Regions from separate parts of the Dromaius novaehollandiae genome. Here region 2 is linked to region 1. The links are chromatin contacts, called in public Hi-C maps. All regions are on one chromosome and are shown on one strand. The core of a region is the stretch at or near the end of the contact, and the rest is flanking DNA. Distances in the headings are between cores, read along the strand shown.

What was found. A called contact is a pair of places that touch in the nucleus more often than the background predicts.
Region 2: a contact with region 1 is called in a Hi-C map of liver, with 4 times the contacts expected there. The contact joins the enhancer-like site here to the promoter of DYRK1A in region 1. A contact is called at or near these places in 2 of 4 Hi-C or Micro-C datasets (brain and liver).

Annotation. Positions count from the first base shown.
Region 1 is chr1:119,307,134-119,311,281 of bDroNov1.hap1, reverse strand. It overlaps DYRK1A (dual specificity tyrosine phosphorylation regulated kinase 1A), which reads right to left and starts at 2,480. Exons shown (of 12, transcript XM_064524946.1): 1 at 2,277-2,480.
Region 2 is chr1:119,377,056-119,381,203 of bDroNov1.hap1, reverse strand. The region is part of intron 3 of DYRK1A (dual specificity tyrosine phosphorylation regulated kinase 1A); the gene reads right to left. Among named protein-coding and RNA genes, the nearest start is that of DYRK1A, 70 kb to the right of the region's middle. Within about 2 kb of position 2,328, at least 1 of the 2 cell types and tissues checked has open chromatin away from gene starts, as enhancers often do.

The DNA of each region.
Region 1 (4,148 bases), core at 1,231-3,730:
TGGTTAATAGTTAACAGACAAATATCAGCTTATACTCAAAATTAATTTCAATGTTATTATTCTAAATATATTAAGTATAATTTTCCAAAAATATCCAACCTACAGATGTCAAGGGAAGGGGGAGAAAAGGAGAAACAAGTTTTTCCAAAACTTCTTAAGGCTACAGACTATTCCACTGACATAAGTCAAATTATGCACAGTTACAGGCAGATAATTAAATACTACTACAAAAAAAAATTTGCTCATTTATCATCAGACATCATCGATGTATTCTTCAGCTTTACACTCCTTTTCTTACAGAAAAGAAACTGAAATACTAACACAACCATAAAAAGTTAACTTCTACTTATCTAGATCCTTGGGATATTGTATCCACGTAAAAGTGACTATAGATACCTACTGGCAAAAGTTAACAGCACACTCCCATTGGGATTAAAATGGTACATTGTCAAAAACACGCTTGTTGATTTATTTTGTAGTCAGATATTCTCTCTTTGTTAATTTTAAAGAACAATGAATGTTTATTTCCCCCAATGACTGTGGAGTAATAGGAGAACTAAGTAACAGCAGCAGTCTAGACACATGATCAAAGAACCCCTACATAGTCTTTGGACAGGCTAAACTGAAAACTTCAAAGCTGACTAAGATTCAAAAATGTATGCATTTCAAAATTTCGAATTGCAGTACTCTAAATTGTGTTTTCTGATTTTGTGGGGGCAAGAGAAAATGCCGCTCCATAGGAAACGCACCCTACATATCAGTTGCAGTCTCCAATTTCTTCAGCAACACAAAGCAAAATTCCTAAAAGGTTGCAGCTAACCACCAAAATACAGGAGCGCCTCTACGTCCGTGCGTGTATGCCCAACTGCCTCTCTCCCCTCTTCCCCACCTCCCCCCCCCCCCAGCCCAGATGACAGTAATCTTACACAGGTACGCCTTCTTCATCAGCCTCCAAGTTCCCCACCTATCACGAGTCTCTTGTAGGGGTGCGGGCAGGGGACCTAAAGCCTCCACCACAACAGGTGCCTGCTCAGCTGATTGTTCAACTCTTGACACCCTCCTCGCCTCCTCTCCTTGCTCCCAGACCGGGGCGAGACCTCGCACCCGCCCACCGCAGGGCGTTGCGCATAAGAGCGAGAGGATCCAGGCAAACTCCCTTCCTCCATCTCCGGTCCCGCAGCCCTCCTCGCCGCTCCGCTTCCCAACCCGGCAGCGACAGCCTGTCCTGGACACCGAGGCGAAAAGGGCCGCAGAGGCCGTCGCCGCCTCCGAGCTACGGAGCGGCCGCCGCCGCTGCCCCCGGCCAGCCCCAGAAGGGGCAACGGTCTGGAGGGCGGCGAGCAAGGCCGGCTCCGAAGCCTGGTGCGGGTCCGGGCCCTGCCAGCTCCGGCCGGGGCTCGGCGGGCCCCTGCGCTTTCCCCACCTCCTCTCTCTAAGATGGCAGCGCAGCTGCCCCCTGCGCTGCGTCCCCCTCGACCGCGCCGGGCCGGGAGGTGGCACCAGCTCGTCCCGCTGCGCAGCTCCCCGCCACCGGCTGAGGCGTCTCACTTACCCGTGTGGGGGGCGGCGGGGCCCGCGCTCCGGCCGGCTGCGGCCTCCTCTCCCGGGCGGCGGGCGCACGCAGAGCGGGCGGCGAACGCTTCCCCCGGCCTCGGCCAGGGGCCCCGGCGCGGCAGCGCCTCCCTCTTGCGCGCTGCGCAGTCCGGCCGCCCCGCCGCGCTCGGGCCCGCGCGGCCGGCGGCGATGCCGCTGCCGCTCGGAGTGCAGGGGGCAGCGGCCGCGGGGGCTGCCCGCAGCGCGCCTTCCTCTCCGGGCGGCGGGGAGCGGAGCGGGGCCCGGCCCGGCGCGGCGCGGCGGGCGGATCCGCGGCGCTTCCTGGCCGGGCTGGATTTTCTATCGCTTACAAAATGGCGCGCGTTCCAAACCTGCGCAGCGCCCGGCGGCAGCAACGGCAGGGCCCGGCCTCGGCTCGGCGCGGCGGCGGCGGCGGCCTGAGCCCCGGCCAGGCAGCGCGGGGACAGCGGCGGGCGGGCGGGCGCGAGCGGGCGGGGGGGGGAGGAGGAGGAGGAGGAGGAGGCGGAGGGGGAGGGGGTGGGGGGGAAGCGCAGCGCCGTACCGAGCCCCCGGGAACTCCTCACTCCCTCCCTCCCCCCTTCCCTTCCCCGCCTGCCAGCCTCTACCTCCTCCCCCTCCCTCCCTCCCCGCTCCTCCTTCTCCCCCCCGCCTCCCTCCCTCCAGAACCGGCTTCGCCAGGGCTTTGCGCCGGCCCCGCTCACCGCAGCGCACCGCTGCCGTTGCCGCCGCCCCGAGCCTGTCCTCGCTCGTACCCGCCCGCTCACGCGGGACGAATTTCTCGCGTGCCGCCGCCGGACCCTCCAGGGCAGTTTTTTTTTGAGGGTGGCCGTTTTTTCCGCTTTCTTGCGTGATAATTTTTTTTTTTCAGAGTGCAGGTGGGAAGGGAGGAAAAAGAAAACCTTCCACAATTCGGGCGGGAAGGGGCTTTCTTTTGAAAAAAAAAAAAAAAAAAAGCTAACTGACAAAATGGCGACGGGGCGAGCTTGTTACTATGGCAACTGTCAATCACGCTACCCAAGCGCCCCACCCCAGCCGGGCGGGAGACAGCCGCTGACGTGGGGAGGGTGGGGAAGAGAGCGACGGGCGGAGGGCGGGGCTTGGTCGCCGGGGCAACTGCAGCTCCCCCGCCCCTCCGGCGGGTGACGATATCCGCGCCGCTGCGGGCCAGGATGGCCCCGGCGAGCGCTGGGCCCCGGGGCGTGGGGGAGGGGCAGCTGCGTTCGCGCCGCGGCGCGAGGGCGGTAACGGTCCTCCGGGGCGGGCGAGGGAGCGAGGGACACTGCCGCCGCTGCCTCAGCTGAGCCGCGCTGCTCTGCCTGAGCCGCCTCCGCGCCGGGGCCTTCCCCGGCCTGCAGTGGACGGCGGCTCCCGCCTAGGTGCGGAGGGGCCAAGCCTTGAGGCGGCGGCGGCGGCTGGGCGGTTCTGGAGGGAGCGGGGCCCTCTAGGGACGGGCGCCGCTGCGGCAGCCCGCGGGCCCGAGCTAAGGCGGGGGCTTGTGCAGGCCCCGGGGGGCCGGCCGTTGTTGCCGCGGGGGCTTGGTGGACACAGGGTTTCTTCACATCCCATGCTAAAAGATGTATTTAAAAATATGTATTTCTGTTTTTAAAAATATTAAATAAAAACGCTAAGGTGTTGCCTCGTGTGGCACTTGCACTGTGGATGTGTGGTGGGGAAGGGAGCCTTGGGTTCTTGAGGGGAGACTTAGTTGCACTTTTTATTATGGACCAGAGTTTAGGAGTGCATACCACTAATGTAAATCTATGCTAGGGATTTTTTTTTTCCAGGAATATCCACGAAGATCCAAAAAGTAGAATGTGGCCTTCATCTAATGTTTTAATTCTGGTACCTGATTTTTTCAACCTAGTTGTTGTAGTTCACAGTCAGCCTTGCTCCTTGAAGAAATTAGGACATATTACTAACACTCGTGCTATTACTTTTTCTTCTTCTGTTCCCGTATTTCTCTCTGAATTTCAGAGCTGGAAATAAACAACTAAAGGTAGGTGCAGTAACAGCCAAAGTAGTATGTCCCCCAATTATCTAACCATGGCTGTACAAATGCAGTTTTACAAGCAGTTCAAGGGAGCTAAGATTTTGTTGCTGTTGAAAATAGCAGTCCACACCCTCTTCACCTTGAGCCGTTTAGTCCCTCTGTCTGTTTTCTACAGCAATAGGAATGCTAGCATAGAATAATTGACACACTGACCCTGACAAAAAAAAAATCTTTTGTATGGCAAGTATAAGTGCTGATGCAAAGGAGAAGGCAGGAACGTGTGGCAGCGGGAAGCGTAGGACCACCCCATTGAGTAACAGCATGGTGTTAGGTTAGGTTAAGTCATCCATGAAATTGCACCCTAAAGCCATGGTAGGTGTTCAGGAGCAGCGTGGTTTAAGTGGGTTTAAGCAGCCATTGCTCATTCCGCTCATCCCCAGAAAGACTGAGAGGCCAATTTGAGCTGCTTTTGACACTTCTCTTTCTTTGGAATATGATCAGAATGTAATTCTTAAGATGAGGAAAGCCAACATGGATGTCCTGCAGTGTAACAAAGGCATACAGAATCACCTGCTTCTATACA
Region 2 (4,148 bases), core at 1,079-3,578, 70 kb before region 1:
TGAGAAATCCAGGAATCTTCTTCAGACTGACTGCACTCAGACCCAAAACTACATGTAGATAGGGACAAAATTTCAGTCCAATTACTTTAATCATTGAGTCATGTTCTTTGAGTTATTTCCCTCCTATCTTGGTTTCCTTCCTCCAGTACCTACGGTTCCTGAATAAAAGCAATAGTAAGGACCAGACAAACTTTAAGTAAAATAAAGTTAAATGAAAAAAAAATACAGCAAGCAAACAAGTGGTGATCTTTCAAGAAGTTATCCTGCCTGATCCAGCCCAACCATTTTCAAAAGAGGAAAGCAGTGACTGGGGGGGCTGGGGAGGGGGGAGGGGAAAGAAAGGGATTGAAAAATCCACTCTCTTAAATCCTTGTTGCCAGAGCATAAACATGCTTTTCTTAAAAATGTCTGAAATGGAAGGAAAATGAGGGGAATGCTTTTATTGAAAAATAAAAAAAATGTTCATATTCATGACAGAGTCTAGTGAAACCTGGCCATCACTTTAATTATAATCACTTTTATAATAATGTTAATCGTTACTAGGTAGCTGAGTAACTGGACTAAGGATTTGCTACTGCCTGCTAGAACACATTACATTCCAATTATCTAGCTGCAACCAGTAACATCTCGGGTCAACATCAGCTCAGCAAAACCCTGAATTTTGCAGGTGATAATTGAGCTTAGATACATAGAGAGAAAGATTTAACAGTCCTAAAGCATGAAGTCTGGCCTTTGAATTACAGGTGCTTTGTGAAACCCAAACTGTTGGAGTTTATCAAAATCTGCCCAGGAATCTCACCTCAACTTCCTTATCAGATAAATCAATTTGCTATTCTTTTGTACTTGACAGAAGTTTCAGGCAACCTGAGTATCCATGATGAAGATAAACAACACTAACACAGTACAGAAGAACTGCTCGCCTGAAGTTGTGAAAACTTTTGTGCTCTTATCTTACATTAACATCAGGCTAAGCTGAATTCACAGGATGCAACCAGTTGAGACAGGACGAAGAAATATTATTGCTTGTTACTGCTAAAGGACAAAGGTCCCACAGATCTCACACTATTCACTCTAAACCACATGTTCTTACTGATTTCATCATGCTGGCTCTGGCACTTGTCAGAGAGGTTAGACCAACAACCAAGAGCAGGACCCCATCGGGCCAGCAGGTCAGGCACTTGCAGAATCATAGCTTAAGAGTAAACTTTTAGAATTCAGCAGTTTTCCAGAAACAAGCCTTAAGCCTGACTCCTGAACAAAAAGGGCAGAGATGATAGTTTTCAAGTGTAATTTAAAGCCTCAAAAGTGAAAAACAAATCAACCTTGTTGGCTTATCTTCCTATTAGTTGTTTCTTGACAATGATGAGGTTAGTAACTTTTGGCCACCATAACCATAAAGCAATAGGGGCAACAGAAGGCATGTAAGGACCATTTTAAGGGTCATGTACAATGTAACTATTATATAAAAGTTAACATTACTGTTTCCTAACCTGCAATCTGTGACTGCTAAAATATCTAAAAACAGTCTGCAAACAATTACAAATCAAAAAACAAGCAGGATGGAGTGGAAATAAAAAAAATCAGTTAACATTGAAGGCCTAGCCTCCTCATTATTTGGTTATGAATGAAAATCATTACAGGAACTGGAACGAGATAATACTCCTCTAAAGAAAGAGTCAGTCCTCACTAAAAAGAAAGACAATAAAAGAAACTGGAAAAAATACTAAGGGAGATCATCTTTTCCATTTATCAAAATTAGTTCATAGAAGATGCTGCTACTCTAAATACTAAAAGTAAACTGTAACTGACTAAGAGTTGCAGCTTGAAGAAATATTAAGAAGACATTTATTTTCAAAGAGAAACTACCTGATATTTATTTTTCATTAAAAGAAAAGCAGGATGCCAAAACTAGACACTTCTTCCTGGGTTTTATTTTCAAGCAAGCCTATTTTGTCTGGATTTAGACAAATTACTCTCTTTACACAGTTCAGCAAGCACAGCAATCGCGCAAGTTCCCTTTGTAATATTTGCATTCTGGATCCCTTCAATTAAAGATTCGCTCAAAGATATGTGGCTGCTGTGCAACTGATTTAGCAGATTTTTAATTAGTAAGAACTGCGCTCATTCAAACAACGGAATATTTTTGGGATCAGCAGGAAGACTTTCCTAGCCAAAGAAAATGTTACGAGCAGCGGCGTGAAGGTGAAGCAATGCCGGCAATGCAGTGCTGCAGTGTGGCCAGCAGATGGGGGCTGGACCTCAGAAAAGGATTTTGCGGGCAGTCGCAGTGCAGCCAGCACATTCCTTGGGAGAGTCCCGCTCTGCTTACAAATATGGCTACTGAATGAACAAAGCAATGGAACATTCCCGGGAGTAGGAGGGCTGGCAAGCACTAATACATTGTGGGACTCTGACATCACACCCAAATAGGCTATGTTTAGGCTGGTGGGACTGGTAGCACCAAAAGATGATCCAATTGTCTGGTCTGCTGATGACCACTATTGCATTAGGCAATTCTGAGAAACTGAAGCTGAGAGACCTAACTTCTTGTCTGTCTGAATGGATGCGAGAGCACATTAAAAGAACAAAATATTTACTCTTTAAGAACTATGCTTTCTATATCTGCCAAAAGTCACCTGTTTCTTCCTACTGTTTTTTATGGCTATTAGATCAACCTACTGAGCCTTCTATAACAGAAATTCAGCCTTTCTGTAGAGGATTCTCATTGACAACCCCTATTCCTCATTCAATACTGTCATGTTTATTTTTGGTTTGTGCACCTACAAATCAGGTTCTTTAAATGCTTTTTTCTGCCCAAATTAAAAATATGATCATCTTAACCATATCTATCTGAAAACATGTATTTGTAACGTCACTTTATCTGACTTCACAGTTTGCTATCGCTACAACGTCAGTCTGGAGTCACAAGCTTTAATAATAGGCAAGCAAATCATAACAGAAAGAACTAATGGTGGGGTTCCAATTGAGGAACACAGTATGTATTACAGTCACACAATGCTGGTTCAGAAATGATCTTTGTAGAAGTTTTTCTGAACTGACATATACAGGACAGAACTGCTTTTATCAAGGACAGAGATAAACAAGCTGCAGAATATTCCTGGATAAAAAGGGTTCCTGTAGAAATTTCATAAAGAAATAATGCATCTACTGCTTAGACATGAAAATCTAGATGGTATGCAATCACATCCTCAGTGAGAGGCAAGGTGGTGGCATTGTCCATGGCGACGAAGAAAAGTAAGACAGCACCAAGCCTTCAATAGTGGAGGGTAATGCCTTTTATAAGAAGAAAAAAGAGTAAGAGTTGTTTTAATCGAGATGACAGCTAGACATTCACAAAACAACTATGAAAGAGAAAGAATGCGAATTCTGTTAGTAAAAAGACAAGGTGCAGAGCCATTGATGGGCGTCGCTAGCCTAAGGATGTTAGCTGAACTTGGTTTTGCAGATGAGATTAACCAAAAAGACAGTGCAAAGGCAAAAGACATTGTGACTCCCTCATAGACCCATATGGAACATCTACATAAACCTGGAATCTGATGAGGAGAACTCTTTATGTGACATGTTGATGGGAGAAGCACAAGAACTCAAAAGAAAAATGAGTTATGAAAGACAAGAAAGCAGAAGATTTCAAGAAGATGCCCACATTCAAAGTCAACGGTGCTTAAAGCAGCGGACAAAGAGGACAAAAGAGCAGCAGTTCTGAACTGGGTAGGGAGAGGACTTTGACACGCAATTACGGTAAAACAGCAAGGCAGAAGCTACAATGGAGAAAAATCAGGATGGGACTGGGAAAATAAAAACACTGGTTACAGAACAGTATTAGTGGGTGCAAGAAGCGCTTTATTACCCTTACCTAGACATGGCCAGCTGATCAGATCTTCATATGGAAAACTTCCTGGGGCCAACTCCAGCCTTTCCCTCACATTTATATCCACATCCCAGTGGGCTGCATTCTCTGGTCAGCAATTCTTGGCTATTCTCTGAATGCCATTTTTTGGCTTTCTATCATTCAGCTGCCATTTTAAAGCCATTGTGACCACAAGCAGCAAGTGATGGTGATACATCCTAAAGTTCCTTGATCCTGCTTTTTGATTTGAAAACATGAATGACTAAGCACTCGTGCACTA